Linked DNA regions of Zea mays: regions 1 and 2 are each linked to region 3. A link is a contact called in public Hi-C data. All regions are on one chromosome and are shown on one strand. The core of a region is the stretch at or near the end of the contact, and the rest is flanking DNA. Distances in the headings are between cores, read along the strand shown. Region 1 has its middle 14 kb from the start of LOC103637908. Region 2 holds the start of LOC100217125. Region 3 holds the start of LOC100282953 (40S ribosomal protein S17-like).

Region 1 (2,700 bases), core at 95-2,594, 770 kb before region 3:
GTTATCATGGTTAGCATTATGATATTGCTTTAACTTAATCAATGAACATGATGTGAATATTTATGATATGATGATGTTATCCTGATGATGATATTGTGATACTTTAGGGGACTCAGGCTATTTCCTGAGTACCTCTCCGTAAGGACCTGTTCGTTGAGTGATAACCCGGGATAACAGTGCAACCATGAGGGTGGAATGGGATGCCCTTAGCTGATTAATTAGAGGAACCAGAGGTGTAGTTGGCTTCGTCGTAGGGCCGTCAATGGGGTCCGGGCACAATACTTGCTCTGCCGAGGCTGGTTGCAGAGGTTCTTGATTTGGTTTTGTTAGTCACCCTTCCTTTGGGGAGAGGTACTATGTTTATCAAACTGGAGAAACCTAATGGGCGGCTATGACCTCTGGAAAATCTTTGTAAAGGCTACATTGTGATACCCTGCCAGGCCACCTAAGTAGTGGTCAATGGAGATTGGCTCTCTCTGGGCAGAATAGGAATCATGACTTGTGGGTAAAGTGTGCGACCTATGCAGAGTGCTAGAAACTGGTATATCAGCCGTGCTCACGATTAAGAGCGGCCTTGGGATCCTCTCTGATTAGAAGAACTATAGATACTTTTATGATGATGATTAATAATGATGGTTATAATTATGATCTCTGGTATTTCCTCTTGGAGGGAGTACATTTGGGTAATAACTGGGTTTATTACTAAAACTTGGCTCTACTAATAGTAATAAATACTTGAGTAACTAAAAGCAACTGCTTAACCTTAACTCCACATAAAGCTAGTCCACTTTAGCCAAACGGGACATTTGCTGAGTACGTTGATGTGTAGTCACCCTTGCTTTACAAACCACCCCACCCCAGGTTGTCCCTACTATACTCAGTGCTCAGGAGGAGATGCTGGCAACATGGATTTTGAAGAGTTCGAGGACTACGGTGAGTTCTAGCTTTTCTTAGTGGCAAACCCCCAGTCAGCTGCTTGTGAAGGTCTTATCTACTACGTTTTGTATTTCCGCACTTTGATGATATTAATGTTAACGACTATGTTATAGACTCTATGGATGTCTTGGACATCTTGATGTAATAAAGTAATTTTCCGCTATTTACTTTGAGTAATGTGTGATGATGTCCAAATATGTAATCGATGTGCACGTGAGTTTTAAATCCTGGTACGTATATGGTTCGCATTCGGTTTACCTTCCAAAACCGGGTGTGACACCAGCCCAGTCCTTGCTCCCTGACGCGTTTAAGTCGCTGTCGGCCAGGGCCCGCTTATCAGCGCCCTTTCCCTTGCTGTGTTCCCGAAACTGTAGCGCTTTTCCTCTGACCGTGGGGCCGCCGGTCAGGGGCGTCGTTCTCACCGAGTGAACGGGTCGCACTAACTGAAACAGCCGGATTTCGGTCGGGGATCTCTGTGGATCTAGGCCGGGTGGTTGGCACGGCCTTGGGTATAAAACCGAGCTCGACGCGCATCGAAATCTCGCCACAATCCACGCCTGGTGCCGAGACGCCTAGCCCTCCGAACCTCGCCGTCGTAATGCCGAAGGAAAACACGTCACCGCTGCGTCTTCTCGTCGTCGCCGTCGTTTGGTGTCGAACAACCAATCTGGGTGGTTCGCCGGGTGGTGTAGAGCTCGAACACAAAAGTAGTGAGGCTCGGGTGGCTGTGGGTTGCAGGCGATTTCTCGCCGATGACCCGGCACCGCTGCAGAACCATTGCTTGTCGTGGCCCATGGCACCGACATCCCCATCGCAGGAAAGAACTCCATGTGATTCCCCTCAGTCCCTACACCGCGTTGCACCACTTGGGTATGCATTTTGATGTGGGGCGTCAATTTGCTCGTCGCCGGTGGGAGAGCGCCGCCGCCGCGCTGCGGGCGCCGCCCGGTGTTGGTCAGATGGGAGGAAGAACAACTTCTGACCACCTGATCCACGTCGTATGGTGTGGATTAAAAACGGAGGATACCCCTTCACAGGTTTGATCTGGGCCCTCGTTGCGCGATCCTGCGGTCGATCCTCACCCGTACCCTCTTCGGCCAGGTAATAATGCAAAAGAACCCCTGGGTTTCTAGGGATTAAACCCGCCGTCCACTGACAGTGTGAAATAATTACAATTGCACCCAAAATTTGGCATAGAGAACCCTATCTTCTCTGGTAATTGTGTCCATCGTTTAGAAATATTAGGGAAATTCAAAATTAAATTAGGAAATGGATTATTGGTATAAAAATAATGTAGAAACTTGTTTAAATCATAACTAATTCGTTTTAACTCCATTTTGATCCATTCCAATTGCATTAGACTCGTGATAATATTGCCTATCGTTTAGTAACCCTATTTTACTATGTAACTTAGTTATAAAAATAAAACTCATTTTGTTTTATGTTTAACACCTAAATTATTCAGAAAATCATAACTTTTACACTTTAACCTCGATTTGATCCATTCTTATTGCGTTAGCCTTATAGAAACATTTACTACACAATAGCAACATTAATTATACGATATCACGTACTTCTATAATTAAGTAACTAATTGGATTAATCTATGTTTATTGGATTAGCTTTTCTAATATTAATATAGTATTCTGATCTTATGGTTATAATTTGACTAAAATATGATCTTTAATGAAGTAATGACTTATATTAAAGTTGAGTTAATTATTCATAGAATATTCTCTCATATGGTGTATACTAATCAATTTA
Region 2 (2,700 bases), core at 60-2,559, 750 kb after region 3:
AGGGAATATATTTAGCATCAGGACAAATATACAATAGTACTCTCTTAGTCCAAAAATAATAAGCATATTCTCATCAGGGAAAAGTCATATAAATCAGACTTTGGCCCTTAATTTCACTTATACGGTGTTTCCTTTTGCTAAAGAACCAATATCATCTGAGCTAATTTTCAATACTATAAGCCATAGAAAGGGAACGACATGGGTTCTGTAGTAGGCATATAGTTATCTTGTTAACGTTACAAAAGAAATCCTTTGATAAGCAAACTAATACAAAGAAATGTGCGAACACCAGGAAACTAACAAGGCTGCAGAACAAGTTGCTAGCTAGGTGAAGGGCATAAACTTACCGAAGGGCTGGAGAAGGTGCTTAGGGACAGTAGTTACTGGAGTACTCCAAAACCACAGAACGAGCACACCATAGACTACAACCTGGCATGCGGATTTAGTTTGATGAGACTCCTCAAACTGTACGTAGAGCGAACGGTTGAGAGCATAAACTACACGAATCACGAAGCACCTTTGCGGCCAGCAGAACTTTTCGGTATTTTTCATATAAAGACTGTTTCCCTCTAATGTCCACATCTTGCACTATAAAATGGACAAAAGAAAGAGTCCAGCAACCCGAATCGGCCCAAACAAGAACAGCAAGAACCCACGCAATGTCTGAGGAATTCAACGCTTACTTTTTGCCAGCTCCTTCTCTTTAGCACCAGCCAACCGCTTCAGTTTTGCGGCTTGCGCAAACGTCGAGGGCCTGCAGCACAAAAAAAAGGGGTGTTCAATAACAGCTATATATCAGGATCGCCGAATCGTAAGAGAATAGTATCCAGATTGCCTACGTTGACAAAGCACTGGCCTCCTTGAGAAGTTGCGTGATCTCTACACGCAGTCTGAGCTGATCATCAGAAATGGATCCCCTCTGGAACATCAATCAACAGGTCAGGACAACGTTAATGTAACAGGGGTGGCTGAAAAATAGTCGGGATTGCAGAAGGTGGCAGATCCAATAATCATGGTTTTTTTTTCCCGTGAAGATTCATTCTTAACCACATCAATCCATCCAAAATCAAAACATTTCTCCCCAAATGAATTATCTGGAACAAGAGAGAGAGAGAGAAACGAAAGCGCAGGGTTTTCTTGGCAGTTGGCACCGACCCTCCTCTTGAGGTCGAGGATGCACTCCAGCATATGCACCGCAGAGACGAGGAGGAAGACGAAGATGGCAGAAGGGGACATTGTTGCCGGCGACGACCTAGGGCGGCGTGGTGGTGATAGATTGGTCCGGTCGGGGGCCGGGGGGTAACTTTCTGGCCTCCCTGCGCTTGCCTACACCCTACTGAGTCTTTTGCTATTATAACACTCAATTAAACATGCTTCTCTCTTCTAGTATCTACAAACGTAACTTCTCTAAAATGTTACTTATAAGTTAATCTATTCTCTAAAATAGAATTAAGTGCCTTTTTTACTCTTTTTTCTTTCTCTTAATTTCCCAGCTGTGAATGATACGCCTCAATTTATTTGGTGAAATCACCATGCACGTAGGAGCAAGCCGAACTTTGAGACAAACATTTCGTTTCTGTACAAGTTCACCATCAAGCTGACATGAAAATTTGCCCACGAACCTGAAACCATATGGCTCACTGTTCAAATATGAAGTTTACACAACTCACCGTTTAAATCTGAAAGAGATAGGAACCAATTTGCTTCCTAATACCTTTTGTTGATTTGAACTTGCTTTTTGTCCGAACTAGTTGATTCAACTTACTTTAGTACTACAACCTCAACTTCTTGAGAATAAAGTTCATACTTGACATCTTGACAGTAATATTTTCGAACGCAAAATAAGCTAAGATGTTCAGTCGCATAAAGCAATGTGGGAGAATTACTATCTAGAAACAAAATTTTTAGGAACATTTCGATCTTTCACTGCTGGAAAAATAAGAAAAGAGAGTAAAAAGGTACTTAATACTATTTTAGAGAAAAGATTAACTTATAAGTATTATTTTAGGGAAGTTAAATTTGTAGATACTAGAAGAGAGAAGCCTGTTTAAATTAGATGCATGATCTGATGAGCATGAGCTACTAGGGGAACATTCGGATCCTCAAAATTGTTTAGTGCTTGGAAGACAGCCAAATGAACTTTTTGTTTGGCTATGGCACAGCTGTAAATGCTTTTAGCATTTAGTGCTGCACTCGCTGACTCAGGTTCCCCACTGCGGATAAGGGGGACTTGTTCGGTTTGTTAGGGATCAGAGAGGATTAAGGGTCTATTTGGTTTGTGGCTAAATAATGTGCCACACTTTGTCTAACGTTAGTCGTTTGAATTGAATAACTAACCTTAGGCAGAAAAATTAGGCAAAGTGTGGCAACTGAGTTAGTGAACCAAACATGCCTTAAATCTTTTGCTAATTAAAATTAAATATAAAAGAATTTAATCTTATTTAATTTATGTATAACCAAATATGGTGTGATCGAGAAATGTAAGAGCCTTTTTGACCGGATTTTTTTGGCACTAGCTTCTACTCTAAAAGTTAGTTTGAAATCCCATTTAGATTTTATTTTTTTAGAAAAAATAGTTTGTTTTTTTCTTTAGAAAAATAGAAATTTTTTAAAATATAAAGTTTCCAAACTAGCCCTAACATTATGATTTGTTCCGAGTGGAAAAAACCACCAGAGCAGAAGCCGGTACCCCAAAAAAAA
Region 3 (2,700 bases), core at 184-2,683:
AATATACTTCAAACGTATGCTACAAAGAAGGACAGAGAAAAGCACATATAATTCAATTCGCATGACATACAAACAAACAATATATATTGGTATTCAAGGGAAAAATCACTTTATCGTTGTTCTAACAGATCACTATTTACTTCTATATCATAGGAACGTTTCAGCCTTTAACAATGAGTTTAAAACCAAGTTATTTAAACAACTACATCAATAGAACACAATTAAAACAAGCCAAGTTTCCTATAGAAACAAAGAAATGAATAGACCACACAGTGCTGACAACATGGAGGACAAGAATACGACAAATATGAAAGTGAAAAATGCTATAATCTGAAGTTGTTGTAATGCTACAGAGTAAACCCAATTTCAAGTAATAAAGAAAGAGTTCAGTAGAGGCTAACAGATATTGCCAATTCAGTACACTAAAAATGTACTAGTTGAATTGAAAATGCATAGCTAAAGTTTCATTGGATTGATAAGACTTCATCGACCGACCCAGATCATATTGGCTCTAGCTAACAGCCAAACATCTAGGCAGCATTGAACTGTATAGCAAATGAATGAAAATAAAAAGAAATTTAATCTGCACAGTACACAATGAACCTAACAGCAACACCAAATTTGAATTACATTTAAAAGCATGCAGCATAGATACAAATCCCTATGTCGCATGCACATATTCAAGATAACTAGCAGTCAAATAAAAAAATATGAGCATCTCATAGTAACTTATAAAGCGCAAGAATATAAATTATCATGTTCATCACACGCAGAACCAAACACTTCAGAATTTATACCATAACAGGCAAGTTCAAAACTTAACCGCCACAGATGCAACCAAAGATCTAAAAGAAGTTTAGCATAGTAGGACAACAACTACGAATAGCAGTGCGATCAAGAGGCAACCACCGCGAAGTCTAAACGCGGTCACGGCGGGGACCACCGTACTGCGGGCGGCCGTAGGCGGGGGCGTTGGAGACCTCAGCCTGGCGCTCAACGCCGGGCAGGTCGGCCATGCCGAGGGCAGCGAGCATCTCCATGGTCTCCTTGTCGACGCGGATCTCTTCGACCTCGAGCGCGGACTTCTCCGGCACGAAGTCCATGCGGCGCTCGCGCTCCTCCTCCTGCAGCTTGAGCGAGATGCCGCGGACTGGGCCGCGCTGGATGCGGCGCATCAGGTGGGTACTGAAGCCAGCCACCTTGTTGCGGAGGCGCTTCGAGGGCAGAATCGAGACCTCCTCGAGCACCTTCTTGTTGGTGTGGAAGTCGAGGGTCATGCGGGAGTAGTACTTCTCGATCACCTGCCTGGAGGTCTTCTTCACGGTCTTGGTGCGGACGCGACCCATGGTGGCTGCGGCGGCGGCGCGCTGGGGCAGGTGGCGGTGGCGGCGGCGGCGGCTGGGGTAGGCTTGGAGGAGAGAGAGTGGAGCTACTTATAGCAGAGGCGGTCGAGTTTGGGCTAGGGTTTCGCTATTTGTTGTGGATCTGAGCTATTCATTTGATATGGGCGGACAGATATAGATGGTGCGAGTGTTGGGCTTTGTTGCCTGGCCTGCTTGTGTCGGAGCTTTGGAATTCTTTTTGGCCCATCAGTTCATACCGGGTTATGTTTGGTTATTTCAATTCTATATATATCAGGGTTTTCGATTTGCTCTCGATCCATATGAATTGAGTGGGATTTGGTGAGTTTAAATCCCAAACAAGTCAAACTTTCTTAATTTTTTTCTAATCTCATACAATCCATGTATAATAGGAATAATCGAATAAGACCTAAATTGTAGTGTATTGGAATAAATAGGGATAGATTTTGACTTACTATGGATTTAAACCAACTCAATATTACGCAATCCATATGGATTAAGGGTGAAACGAATAAGCACCTTGTTCGGTTATTCCAATTTCATGTGGATTGGGGTGGATCGGAGGATTTTGACTTATTATAGATGGGTACAGGTTCACTGTTGATCTCAAGTTTGATCTTTAGATCACTTGAAAGGGGTTGAGTGTAACCCTTAACCAAAAGAGGTCACCACAACGTAGAGTAGGCATTGGCCGAACCACGGTAAAAATCGTTGTGTCACATTTTCCTTTCACTTATTACGATTACTATCTTCTTGGGTTCTCCACTCTCTTGCAATATTGATTCTAAGTTTAATACACATCTTAAAGAAGTAATCAAGAGAAGAGTTCTCTCTCCATCTATCTTCTCATCCTTTGCTAGATTGGAACTGATTTGGATAATCTGCCAAGAAAGTATGTCACCACTTTGCTAGATTCCCATCTAAGTGCATGGATGCTGCCCCATCGTAACCCATAGAGTTGTAGGAATGCTGAAAATGGCGAAGTAAATTGTGACACTTGTCGATCCAAGCAGCATCAAATGAAGGGAACGGCATCTTTGGAAGGATGTGGTGAGGTGAAGTGTCTTTCTTTGACTGTTCATGTGTTGATTTGTGGCGTGTATTGAAGAAGTTTCAGCCTTGTTGACGCTCTCGCCTTTTGCAAGCACATTGGTAAACGGTGCCTCCTCCTCAAAGACCACTGATGAGACAGACCAATACCAACAGATTTTGCTTCGCCCTCAAATTGCCTGAGTGCCAACTGTGACACTCCTTGTCCGATACGCTTGACCGGTTGAGCAATGAACTACCTGCTCTGCGAAGACGAACCTGTTGGAAAATATGCTCGCCACTGGATCCC

Evidence for each region. Hi-C and Micro-C count contacts between places; a contact is called where the count stands out from the background.
Region 1: a Hi-C map of ear shows a contact between it and region 3, with 2.7 times the contacts expected there. The contact joins the enhancer-like site here to the promoter of LOC100282953 in region 3. A contact is called at or near these places in 2 of 25 Hi-C or Micro-C datasets (ear and leaf mesophyll).
Region 2: a contact with region 3 is called in a Hi-C map of ear, with 2.5 times the contacts expected there. The contact joins the promoter of LOC100217125 here to the promoter of LOC100282953 in region 3. A contact is called at or near these places in 3 of 25 Hi-C or Micro-C datasets (bundle sheath, ear and tassel).

Annotation. Positions count from the first base shown.
Region 1 is chr9:10,885,132-10,887,831 of Zm-B73-REFERENCE-NAM-5.0, forward strand. No RefSeq gene overlaps it. Among protein-coding and RNA genes, the nearest start is that of LOC103637908, 14 kb to the right of the region's middle. Within about 2 kb of position 1,345, at least 20 of the 20 cell types and tissues checked have an H3K27ac peak or open chromatin away from gene starts, as enhancers often do. A contact at or near this core is called in ear and leaf mesophyll, where this site is marked.
Region 2 is chr9:12,406,399-12,409,098 of Zm-B73-REFERENCE-NAM-5.0, forward strand. It overlaps LOC100217125, which reads right to left and starts at 1,310. Exons shown (of 4, transcript NM_001143493.1): 1 at 1,156-1,310; 2 at 840-919; 3 at 348-754. The coding sequence starts at 582.
Region 3 is chr9:11,659,974-11,662,673 of Zm-B73-REFERENCE-NAM-5.0, forward strand. LOC100282953 (40S ribosomal protein S17-like) reads right to left here and starts at 1,434. Exons shown (of 1, transcript NM_001291552.2): 1 at 760-1,434. The coding sequence starts at 1,346. The coding sequence ends at 918.